Linked DNA regions of Zea mays: region 1 is linked to region 2. A link is a contact called in public Hi-C data. All regions are on one chromosome and are shown on one strand. Each heading gives the region's core, a stretch centred on a gene start, on an enhancer-like site or on the middle of the called end of the contact. The rest is flanking DNA. Distances are from core to core; before and after follow the strand shown. Region 1 overlaps LOC109939201 (a long non-coding RNA gene). Region 2 holds the start of LOC100192857.

The links. Hi-C and Micro-C count contacts between places; a contact is called where the count stands out from the background.
Region 1: a Hi-C map of leaf shows a contact between it and region 2, with 6 times the contacts expected there. The contact joins the enhancer-like site here to the promoter of LOC100192857 in region 2. A contact is called at or near these places in 13 of 25 Hi-C or Micro-C datasets (bundle sheath, ear, leaf and 3 more) and 1 of 3 datasets of contacts at active chromatin or transcription factors (seedling).

Annotation. Positions count from the first base shown.
Region 1 is chr1:32,621,800-32,627,181 of Zm-B73-REFERENCE-NAM-5.0, forward strand. It overlaps LOC109939201 (a long non-coding RNA gene), which reads right to left. Exons shown (of 6, transcript XR_002265657.2): 5 at 3,333-3,432; 6 at 2,893-3,237. Among protein-coding and RNA genes, the nearest start is that of LOC109939201, 13 kb to the right of the region's middle. Within about 2 kb of position 3,917, at least 18 of the 20 cell types and tissues checked have an H3K27ac peak or open chromatin away from gene starts, as enhancers often do. A contact at or near this core is called in bundle sheath, ear, leaf and 4 more, where this site is marked.
Region 2 is chr1:32,504,726-32,510,447 of Zm-B73-REFERENCE-NAM-5.0, forward strand. It overlaps LOC100192857, which reads left to right and starts at 4,417. Exons shown (of 3, transcript NM_001138046.2): 1 at 4,417-4,729. The coding sequence starts at 4,649.

The DNA.
Region 1 (5,382 bases), core at 2,667-5,166, 120 kb after region 2:
TGGGGTCGGGCGAGGCGGAGATTCCTATGGCGCTCGAGGCTGGACTTGGTTGATGTCAGCCTCACCCTGGCGGGTGGCGCAGCAGTCGGAGCAGCGCAGACGACGATGTTTTCCGGTCAGGTCGGTCAGTGGAGGGGCGAAGTGATTGTGGTCACTTTGGCCTTGTCGACTGGAAAGCGTGCGTCAGGATAAGGTGTCAGGCGATCCTTGCATTGAATGCTCCTGCGATCCGGTCGGCTGGTGAGGCGATCTGGCCAAGGTTGCTTCTCCGTGAAGCCTGCCCGAGCTGGGCCTCGGGCGAATCGAAGGTGCGCCCGTTGCTTGGGGAGACCCTCGGGCGAGGCGTGAATCTGCCTTGGTCTTCCGTTCCTGCCCGAGGCTGGGCTCGGGCGAGGCGAGATCGTGTCCCTTGAGTGGACGGAGCCTTAACCGGAATTGCGCCCATCATGCCTTTGCAGCTTTGTGCTGATGGGGGTTACCAGCTGAGATTAGGAGCCTTGGGGGTACCCCTAATTACGGTCCCCGACAGGTATACCTTTGTAGAGGTTGTTTGCTTCATGGGTACACTGAAATAGTGATTATGCCATGACTAGCTTGACTTAATACCTTAGAAACTTGTGAGGAGTTGACTTTTGAGCTGCTCCCATGTTTTGATTGACCTCAGATGAAGCAATGAGCATTAGGTCTATGTGATGCCTCTTACAAACATGATGAATGATTTGGCTATTATCATTGTGTTCCTACCGAAGGAGGCTATGGTTGCTTCGTAACTCTATAGGAATTGCTTCGGATTGGATTGGCCATCATAAGTGGGAAGCTATTGTGGCTTTCATGAAGCTGGCCATGGGACCGCTTGCAGATCACTTGTGAGTGAAGATGTGTTATCATAGATGAAGGTAGCATAACTTTGCTCTTTTGGGAGGAGGGTGCATGGTGTTTTATCTTTCTTCAGGTTGTTAATCTTCCTTCTTTATCAAATAATGAAGCTCTTTAGAGGCCTTACGTATTTTCCTTTGTAGCTGAATAGCTCAAAGCAGCTTCTACCTTTGGATTTGATTTGCCTTTGGATTACATCGAGGCCCTATATTTCTTCATCAACATAGTCATGTTTAGCTGCAATGTCCACCTTTCACTTTTCCTGCCTTCGATTGGCAACTTTTATTTTCGCCTTCATTGCAATCTTGCCCTTCTAGGTGGTTAGCGTAGTTAGTTATGCTAACAACTTTGTCTTTCTCCATTCATGGAGACATGATGGTGGTCATTGGTAAGTTCACCGAACGTGGACGCCAAATGTGTGGACCTATCAATATTCTAGAAAGAAACACAACAAGATAACATGATTAAGTTATATCCTTCTCTCCCCCGAAGGTTCTACTAGGGAGAAGGACAAGAAAAGTATATGAAGCTTTACAATTCTAAATAGATATAATTAACCAATTGTGCGCACAAGTATATATACATATATACTAATGGTTGAAGATATACGTCCACTTAACACTTCAATAGATAAAGCATGTCCTCTTTTGCAACATAGAAAATACATAACATATTAGACAAGAGAATATGCCAATAGCAAAGCTTTGTTCTTGTTACACCTTCGAAGGCTCTCTCCAGAGAAGTTGTTACGAGCACAAGGTTACAAAATGATCGATCCATGTAGCAATTGTCACACCCAAAATTAAGGACAAATTCGGGTGCATCTCATATGTGCGCCAAAGCGAGATCCACACATACAATGACTCATTATATAGAGATAAATGTCATAATCTTTATTATATAACGAGAATGTCTTACAAAATAACTGATAATAAATAACTCAAACTAAGATAACTATCTCCATGGTGCCATAGTTGACTAGGAGATGACGCCTAGATCTCATCGAACTCGTAGTAGTAGTCCTCCTCTGGTGGTACCTGCTCTTCGCCTGGTGTGATTATAGCGAGGGTGAGCTCCCATACGATCGTCGCTCAACAAATGTGGAGAAAAGTGTAGTGTAAGGCTTACCAAAGAGAATGATTAAGGTTGAGCATTACTTTTAAAGAGTTAGTCAAAATTTAATTAGCAATTACTAAGTATAAGTATATACCAACCTAGTTAAATACTTGATCAAAATAGATGAATAAATCTCACAATGCAATTCATGTCACGTTTAAGTTTAGTTCTATCATTTAATCATGTGAGAGTCATGAGCCGCTCATGACTGTGAGCATGATTGATACACTAGTTTTACACTTTACAGAGGTTATACCTTTTACCCACGAGTGGTCAATGGCATGCAAGTGAGCCGAACGCACGAATATGTCTGCGCGCGCGTCCAGTTGACTAGCGAGTACCACATGTAAGTGCCATCAGAAAAAGGAAAGGGGACAGAGTGGGCCTATGTGGGTGAGAGTAAGTTGGGCCTGGGGCAATTCGGCCCACGGGGTGGTTTTGCCTTTTCTTTTTTCCATTTTATTTGCTCTTTCATTCATATTTTCAAATTCCAAATTCAAGCAAGATTCATATTTTAGATTTAAACTAAAACACAACAACCAAAATATCCAGCATGATGCAATATATTTATAGATATACTTTTTACACTAATTATTTTCTTGCTTTATTTAGGCAAGTGTTTCGTATATGAAATACACACAAATAAGTTTGAATGTGAGACGAAAGTTAAAAGTTTAATTCAAATAAATATTCATTTTACTTTATGAAAATCAATGTCCAATGTAAAGAATTACTTTAAGTCGTATATATTTCTTTATAAGTATTTCTAATTATATAGTTTATTCAAAGAGTAATTCAAGTCTTATGATGATTATTTTATTCCATCTTCTCTTAGAAAACACTTTTATTTAGTTCTCGAGATGAATTTTCTATAGATCCCAAAAATAGGATTTTTGGGTGTTACAACAATAATATTGTCCATCTATTTATAAGACCGGGCCGGTATACAACTTGGGATGAAACTACCGCTCTGCCAGCCATACTACACAATAACACTTCTCAATTAATTAAGTACAATTTGGTCTTTTTATATCTACGTCGTATCATGTAGAACTTCCCTTGTTGGAGTCCACCTTGGGCCTCCTTCGCTAGAAGACGATATGGAAAGCTTCTAAGGTTTAATTCTGCTTCCTTGGGATCCTCGCCATCTTCGGCTTTAGAGCTCGCATGAAGGCGTCTTCTTTACTTTGTCTTTGAGGCTTTTCTTATCCCTTGGCTTTTAACTGTATTAATCCGAGAAAACATCTAAACGACGGTTTTATAGATATTTGGTTAGAGACCTAACACGATATTTTATATTTTTTTAGGACGAAGAAAGAGTATACAGAGTATATATATACCGGCTGTTCGTAGAGTCCATTTCAGATTTTGTGCTGTCTCCAGCATGATCCTTGATTCAGTCCGATCAGCATCAGGAGTTATGATCCTTGCACCCACCGACTGAAAACGCCATAAAATACGGTTGAATCGGTCGTTCGCAAGAATGGGACGAGAGAATGCAAGATTCCGGCTGTTTTATGTCAGACCATCACCACTTCGTCCGGTCCGGGCATGGGCAATGGCGATGTGAGTAGCAGAAAGCATGCAGAGCATGTCTCACAAGCTCGCCGTAGCTTCTTCCTCCACAGCCCATATAGCGACGCGGGCCGGCCATTGTATTTAGGGCACGTAGAGTAATTAATATCGGATTGTCTTGTCACTTTTGCTCTCCTCTCCAATAATCACAATACATGACAGGCGCAGGCGGTTTGGTCTGGTCGTTACCGGGGCGGGGGGAAAGGGGGCTGGAAAAAGTCCGTCGAGAAAACGATGGCCGGAGTGAGGGAGAAAAAAAAAAACAGGACGGCGCACCTGCACGCCCGCCACCTAATGTTTAGGCAGGCAGGCCGCCAATTATTGTATCGGGTGGCACATCGCGTGCGCCACGAGTGCTGCGTCGCAACGGATGGATGCCTCACGCCCATGGGCAGCGACGGGACGGCCTGACGCGCCCTCCGTCTGATCTGCCTGATCTCACCCAACCTGGCTGGTAGGTCGTCGTTACACAAAGGCACGGAGCATTGCTTCTGATGCAATTCTTAAGCCTTTCTTACCGATAGAAACGTCCGCGCGCGCACCGCTGGTCCATGAGGTCTTTTTTCCTTATGTGGCCGCTTCGCTTTCATTCTGTTGTGGTATCAAGAGATCAGATGGTGGAGAACCATACTGTGAAGTGCCTCTGCCTCCTAAACGTGTCTGGACTCTGAACTGACTACAACTCCTTGTGACGACGGACGGAATAATTAGTACTTGAATTGCACGGCAATAAACATGCTTCGAGCCTGAATTCCGGCAGCAACACGGGAGGATCTCTTTCCCTGCGTCTCAATGCCGCATCAGTGCGTAGCAGATGAGCTCACACTAAAATCTGCCGTCAGATACTAAGATTTGACCCAATAGTAGTGCAAGTTGTAATGAAACGACAACAAATACGCCAGTGAAAGGCACCGCTGATTCGTTCGTAGTAGCGTGACAGGTCAAATCAGAATACGTCGATTCCTGTCGCTGTTCTGTCATTATACAGGAGTAGTAGCTATTATTTATCGCCTTGCTGATTTCTTCCACTGGTTTCATCAACAGGAAGTGATGTCAGAAATGATTGACAAGCGCACAAAACAACCACTTGATTTCTCTGGACAATAATAAAATCTGGATGGCGTTCCAGCGTTCAGCTTCAACCAGGATCATCAATTTGATAGGGACATCAGGTTAGGGGGTTCGATTTTTTCTTTTCCTAATAATACTAACTGTATGAATCCCAATTATAACGCGCAGCGCATCATCTGTTGGCGTTGTTGCGCTCACAGTTGTTATGTTAGTGCTCGAGTATATATACATCGAGTGAAAAGTAGGTTTGGAAAGTTGCTGGATGATGGAAAGGATATGATGCACTAAAGAAGCGGATAAAACCAGGCAGCCAGCTATAAAAGATCCTAGTATAGCGTTATTAAGTGGTTGCTACATAGAACAAGGACAAGTGGGAGCTGACAAGGCAGTACCATGCTCCATTCATTCCCTAATATTTTTAGATAAAGGGTGTCTTGATCTCATAATTTCATTTGCGGGTGAAGATGTAGGTGCCAAATTTTACTTCAATAATAGGAACGCTCCGTGCCTCCGTACTTATTCGTTCAATGATCTGTGGCAATATCATATGATTGCTTACTTGCTAGTAAGTTTTCTAAAGTCTAAACACGCAAAGCATTACAAACATCTGTTGTGCCCATTTTTTTGTACCTAATCAAGGAATGCAAAATTAAGCTACGTTGGTAAGGTAGCATGATTTTGACAGGCATGAACTCGGAGCCTTAAATAAACTAATTGGCAATCATGAAAAACCTCAAAATTTAA
Region 2 (5,722 bases), core at 3,167-5,666:
TCGTCGTTGGAAACGGTTCCACTCTACCAGTCACCTCAGTAGGTGCCTCGGTTCTCCCTGGGCCGTTTTACCTCAACGATGTTCTCGTAGCTCCCCACATCACTCACAACCTTCTTTCTGTTCGTCGATTCACCACTGACAACTCCTGTTCCATTGAGTTTGACCCCTCTGGTTTTTCTGTGAAGGATCTGGCCACCAGGACCCTTCTCGCCCGCTGTGACAGCTCGGGGCCACTCTACACGCTCCAGCCCTCCACCGCCGGCGTGTCTCCACCTCCTGCCCTGGTCTCCACCACCTCTTCCACCACATGGCATCGACGTCTCGGCCATCCTGGACCCGACGTCATGACCAAGATTATCAGTAGTCTAGATCTTTCATGTAGTAGGGGACATTTTGAGGGTCTCTGTCATGCTTGTCAGTTAGGCCGACATACTCGTCTCCCATTTACTACTTCTTCTTCTCGGGCTGAGCAGGCTTTTGACCTGGTTCACTGTGATCTTTGGACCTCCCCTGTACTCAGTCTTTCTGGCTATAAATACTACTTGGTGATTTTGGATGATTTTTCCCATTTTCTCTGGACCTTCCCGCTTCGCTTGAAGTCGGACACATTCACCACTCTCACACACTTCTTCACCTGGGTATCCACTCAGTTTCGTCGCCCGGTCCGTGCTCTGCAGTGTGACAATGGCCGCGAGTTCGATAACAACGCCTCTCGCTCTTTCTTCCTCACTCATGGCGTCCAGTTGCGTCTCTCATGCCCCTACACTTCTGCACAAAACGGCCGAGCCGAACGCATGATCCGCACCACCACTAATATGCTCCGCTGCCTCCTCTTCCAGGCGTCTCTCCCTGCCAGCTACTGGGCAGAGGCCCTGCACACTGCCACCCACCTCCTAAACCGTCTTCCCTCGAAGGCGGTTCGCCACCCTACCCCTCACTTCGCCCTATACGGCACACCCCCTTCCTATGACCACCTTCGCGTGTTCGGTTGTGCCTGCTATCCTAACACTTCCGCTACCGCTCCACATAAGCTTTCTCCTCGCTCCACCCGCTGTCTATTCCTTGGCTACTCCCCTGACCATAAGGGGTACCGGTGTCTGGACCTCACCTCCCACCGCATCATCATCTCTCGTCATGTCATCTTTGACGAAGATGTGTTTCCCCTTGCTGGCTCCACCCCACCCACCGACCTTGACTTCCTCCTCGAGTCCGATTCGATTCCTCCCCCACCTCCGGCTCCCCGTCTTGCGCCGTTACCTGCTCCTCGTGCGGCCCCCAAGACCTCTTCCGCGCCACGCGCGGCCCCGTCGACCCCGCCTGCGCCACGCGCGGCCCCGTCGACCCCGCCTACACCACACGCGGCCCCGTCGATCCTGCCTGCGCCACGCGCGGCCCCGCCGACCTCGCCTGCGCCACGCGTGGCCCCGTCGATCCTGCCTGCGCCACGCGCGGCCCCGTCGACTCCAGCTCGATTCGCCAACCCCGCCCTCGTCTACCATCGCCGCGGCCACGCCACCACCTCGGCGCCCCCCGACTCGAGCCCGTCCACGAGCGCGGCCCGATTCGCCGACCCCGCCGTCGTCTATCACCGCCGTGAGCCGGCCCCACCAGCCGCTCCCGACGTCCCGGCGGTTCACTCCGAGTCGTCTGTATACCACCCGGTCGTCATCCACCGCGACCCCAGGCACGTCCACCCGATGGTGACTCGGCGCGCTGCTGGCGTTCTCCGCCCCGTCGACCGACTTATCCTGGCAGCTGCTACGACTAGCACTCCACCCGACGCTTCCCCGGTACCCTCCTCCGTTCGCACTGCCCTCACCGACCCACATTGGCGTCGTGCTATGGAGGAGGAGTACGCGGCCCTCTTGGCCAACCACACCTGGGACCTGGTGCCGCGTCCACCAGGCACCAACGTGGTCACCGGCAAGTGGCTATTTCGCCACAAGCTGACCTCGGACGGCTCCCTCGACCGCTACAAGGCCCGGTGGATCCTTCGGGGCTTCACCCAGCGCCCCGGAGTGGACATCCTGGAGCGGGCTGGCATGTCTGACTGCAAGCCCTGCTCCACGCCTGTCGACACTCAGGCGAAGCTCTCTGAGGACGACGGGCCTCCGGTCGCCGACGCGACGTCCTACCGGAGATTCACTGGCGCGCTCCAGTACCTCACGTTCTCCAGGCCCGACATCGCTTACGCTGTCCAGCAGGTGTGCCTGCACATGCACACTCCGCGGGAGCCCCATCTCACTGCGCTCAAGCGGATTCTTCGCTACCTCCGCGGCTCCCTCGACTACGGCCTCCTACTCCGCCCATCCCCGACGTCGGAGCTCGTGGTCTACACCGACGCTGACTGGGCTGGCTGTCCCGACACGCGCCGGTCCACCTCCGGCTACGCCGTGTTCCTGGGCGCCAACCTCGTCTCTTGGGCCGCCAAGAGGCAGCCCGTCGTCTCTCGCTCCAGCGCTGAGGCCGAGTACCACGCCGTGGCCAACGGTGTGGCCGAGGCCTCCTGGCTGCGCCAGCTCCTCCACGAGCTCCACAGTCCTCTTCAGCGCGCCACACTCGTCTACTGCGACAACGTCAGTGCGGTCTACCTCTCCACCAACCCCGTGCAGCATCAGCGCACGAAGCACGTAGAGATCGACCTTCACTTCGTCCGCGAGCGTGTCGCTGCCGGTGACGTTCGGGTTCTCAGCGTCCCCACCACGCTGCAGTTCGCCGACATCTTCACCAAGGGACTGCCGTCGAGCGTATTTCTAGACTTTCGATCCAGTCTCAACATCTGTACATGATAGAGTTGTGACTGCGGGGGGGTGTTAGACTACCCGTCTAGGAGTCTAGGGTTTGGGTTGTAATTACCGTCTCACCCCTCACTGTAATGGGCCTGGCCCAGTTACTTCTCTATTAATACTACTCCCCATCCCTGGTTAAGGTATGGGCACATATTCCAACACTATAGAGTAAATTTTTAAGTGAGGGTTTCAAATTAGTCTGCGTGATATTTGAGTCGTTGGAGAACAGGCCCTGTAATTTTTAGCTCTTGGTCTCGCGCACATGATAAATTCTTCTGTACCACTTGCGTGCGACTAGCCGCCTAGCGAATCGCGATTCGTTCGGCACCGCAGATCCTCACTAGAGATGGCAATGGGTAAATACCCACCGGGTATTACTACCCCATACCCATACCCACGACACAAAAATAACCCCATCGGGTCACCCATATACACTGGCGGGTATGGATTTACCCCCATACCCATACCCATGTGGGTATGGGTCACCCATCGGGTCACCCGTACCCACGAAAATTAAACAACTATCAAAAAATTATATTATACAAATGGCAAGTATATCCATATAAATACCATTACAAAATTTTCTAGCATCATTTAACCATCCATTCAACACACCAAAGATAATTGGATAAACTAGTAACACTATGATAGTACTACATAGCACATTACATGTTCCATTACATGGTCATTAAATTGTTGTTAAATAGTAAAAAAGTTGGATGACTAAAGTCCAAGTTCATGCTTCGGATAAGTTTATATTGGGTATTTTAAACCCACGGGTTAACGGGTATGGGTGAAGGCGGAACGTTCTAATACCCGTTTACCCATTGGGTAAAGATTTTTGCCCAATAACATACCCACGGGTAGAATATTTAGCCCATATACATACCCTAATGGAGTAAATACCCATCGGGTATCGGGTCGCGGGTACCCATTGCCATCTCTAATCCTCACCACCCACGTGTGCTGATCCGTGATTGCGGGTTGGCGACGGTTCTAGGGGCCTGTTTGGTTCAGCTTTTTTCTGACTAGCTTTTCTGAAAATCTGGCTGTGGGGAGAATCTGGCTGTAGGGAGAATCTGGGTATCATTACGATTACCTGTGGAGGAAGATAAAGTTGTTCATAAGGCGCATGATCTAGAAAGTGACGGATTCCTACTATTACAACGACTCAACCGATTATGTGTTTATGTTGATTTTGGATGGTTTTTGCCCCCAACGAATTTTGTAGAAGCTGGCTGAAAAGCTGAGCGTTTGGCAGTCCGCAGCAGCTTTTGGTGGCCAGAAGCTGCCAGAAGCCGAAACAAACATGGCCTAGGTCGGTTCAGCGCAGTGGGCCCAGATTCACGTTTCGTGCGCCCCTGCCCCCGGGCCCCGGCCGGTTCCTGCAAGCGGGACCCACACGCTCCTAACCTAGCTCAACCCGTGACGCGGAGGTGCAGCGCACGCACATAGATCTGTACCACTGACATAACGTCCCACCACCGACCTGTGCCATGCTGTCAGGGACTCCGTCCCGGAAAAACGGATACGGACCCGCTAGTTCCCCTCACTAGTCGGCCTCCTCTCGCCCGGCTTTAAATAGCGGTCTATCCCTTACCTAGGAAGCCTTTTAGTTTCCTTCTCCCACCGCGGCCCCGGAAAATTTCCCCCTTCCCCGTAGCGAAACCCTAGCCGCCGCGCCAAAACCAAATCCCGCCACGCCCGAAAATTTCCGGTGGTTTCCTTGCCGCGAATCGATCGATTCCGAGCGATTCGGTTGATTTGATCGATTTCGGGTGCTTCGCGATTGATTAGGCCGGCAAAGCCGCCAATCCTTGTGATCTCTCGAAGGGGTAGAGCGCGGTCGACCGTCGGTCATGTCGAGGTGCTTCCCCTACCCGCCGCCTGTGTACTTGGGAAACCCAGTGGCCGTGGCCGAGGCGGAGTCGACCGCTAAGGTTTGTTGAACCTTCGGATTTACACACGCACACCGGATCGTTTGTTCTTCCTGGTTGTTGCTGCTAGGATCTGTGGGTTGTGCGTGTGTGATTTGGGTATCGCACGTGCTGGGAAAGCTAACCTGCTTGTTCGGTTCTACCCCAATCCATATGGATTGTGGAGGTTTTAATCTCTATTAAGTCAAAATCTCTCACAATCCGTATCAATCCCCTCCAATCCATATGGATTGAAAATAACCGAACAAGCCCTGAGTCGGAGCCCGGAGTCAGAGGGAAGTGTCTGAATTCTGTGTAGCTTAGCTACTCGATCTCATTCAGATCGATTTAAAATTTTAAGTTGGATGGCCGCTAGTCGAGATTTATTGAGTCCGATTTTCGAATATTCGTCCTGTGTAGCTTAGCTACACGATGACATTCAGATCGATTTAAAATTTTAAGCTGGATGACCGCTAGTCCAGATTAATTAAGTCCGATTTTCGAATTCTGGACCTGTGTAGCTTAGCTACTCGATGCCATTCAGATCGATTTAAAAATTTAAGTTGGATGGCACCTATTAGAGATTGATTAAGACCGATTTTTGAATACTGGTTGCATGATTATCAGGAACATTGAAAGAATGCTAGGACAAGAAATTTGATTCGACACTGTTGTATCTCACATTTAGCCGCCCTAGCATTACATCGGCGTGAGCTGGAGGGATCTGTTATGGCCAAATTTGCATGGTTAGAATATGACGCATGGGTGCTTTTGTGACTGTTTAATTAGATGTTGCACAAAATTTTCTGTGTAAATAGTGGGGGATGAAAATGGATACTTATTTGGATATTTATTTATTTTTCTTTGATTGCGAATAAATAAGATATATAATCTTCTATGCAAATTTGTATTTTTTGTTTTTGCCATTGAGCCTGTAAAGATTAATAAAAGGTAAATCTTATTTGTATCATATATTTTCTCAAATGATAGGTATGAAATTCGGATACATATAAAAAT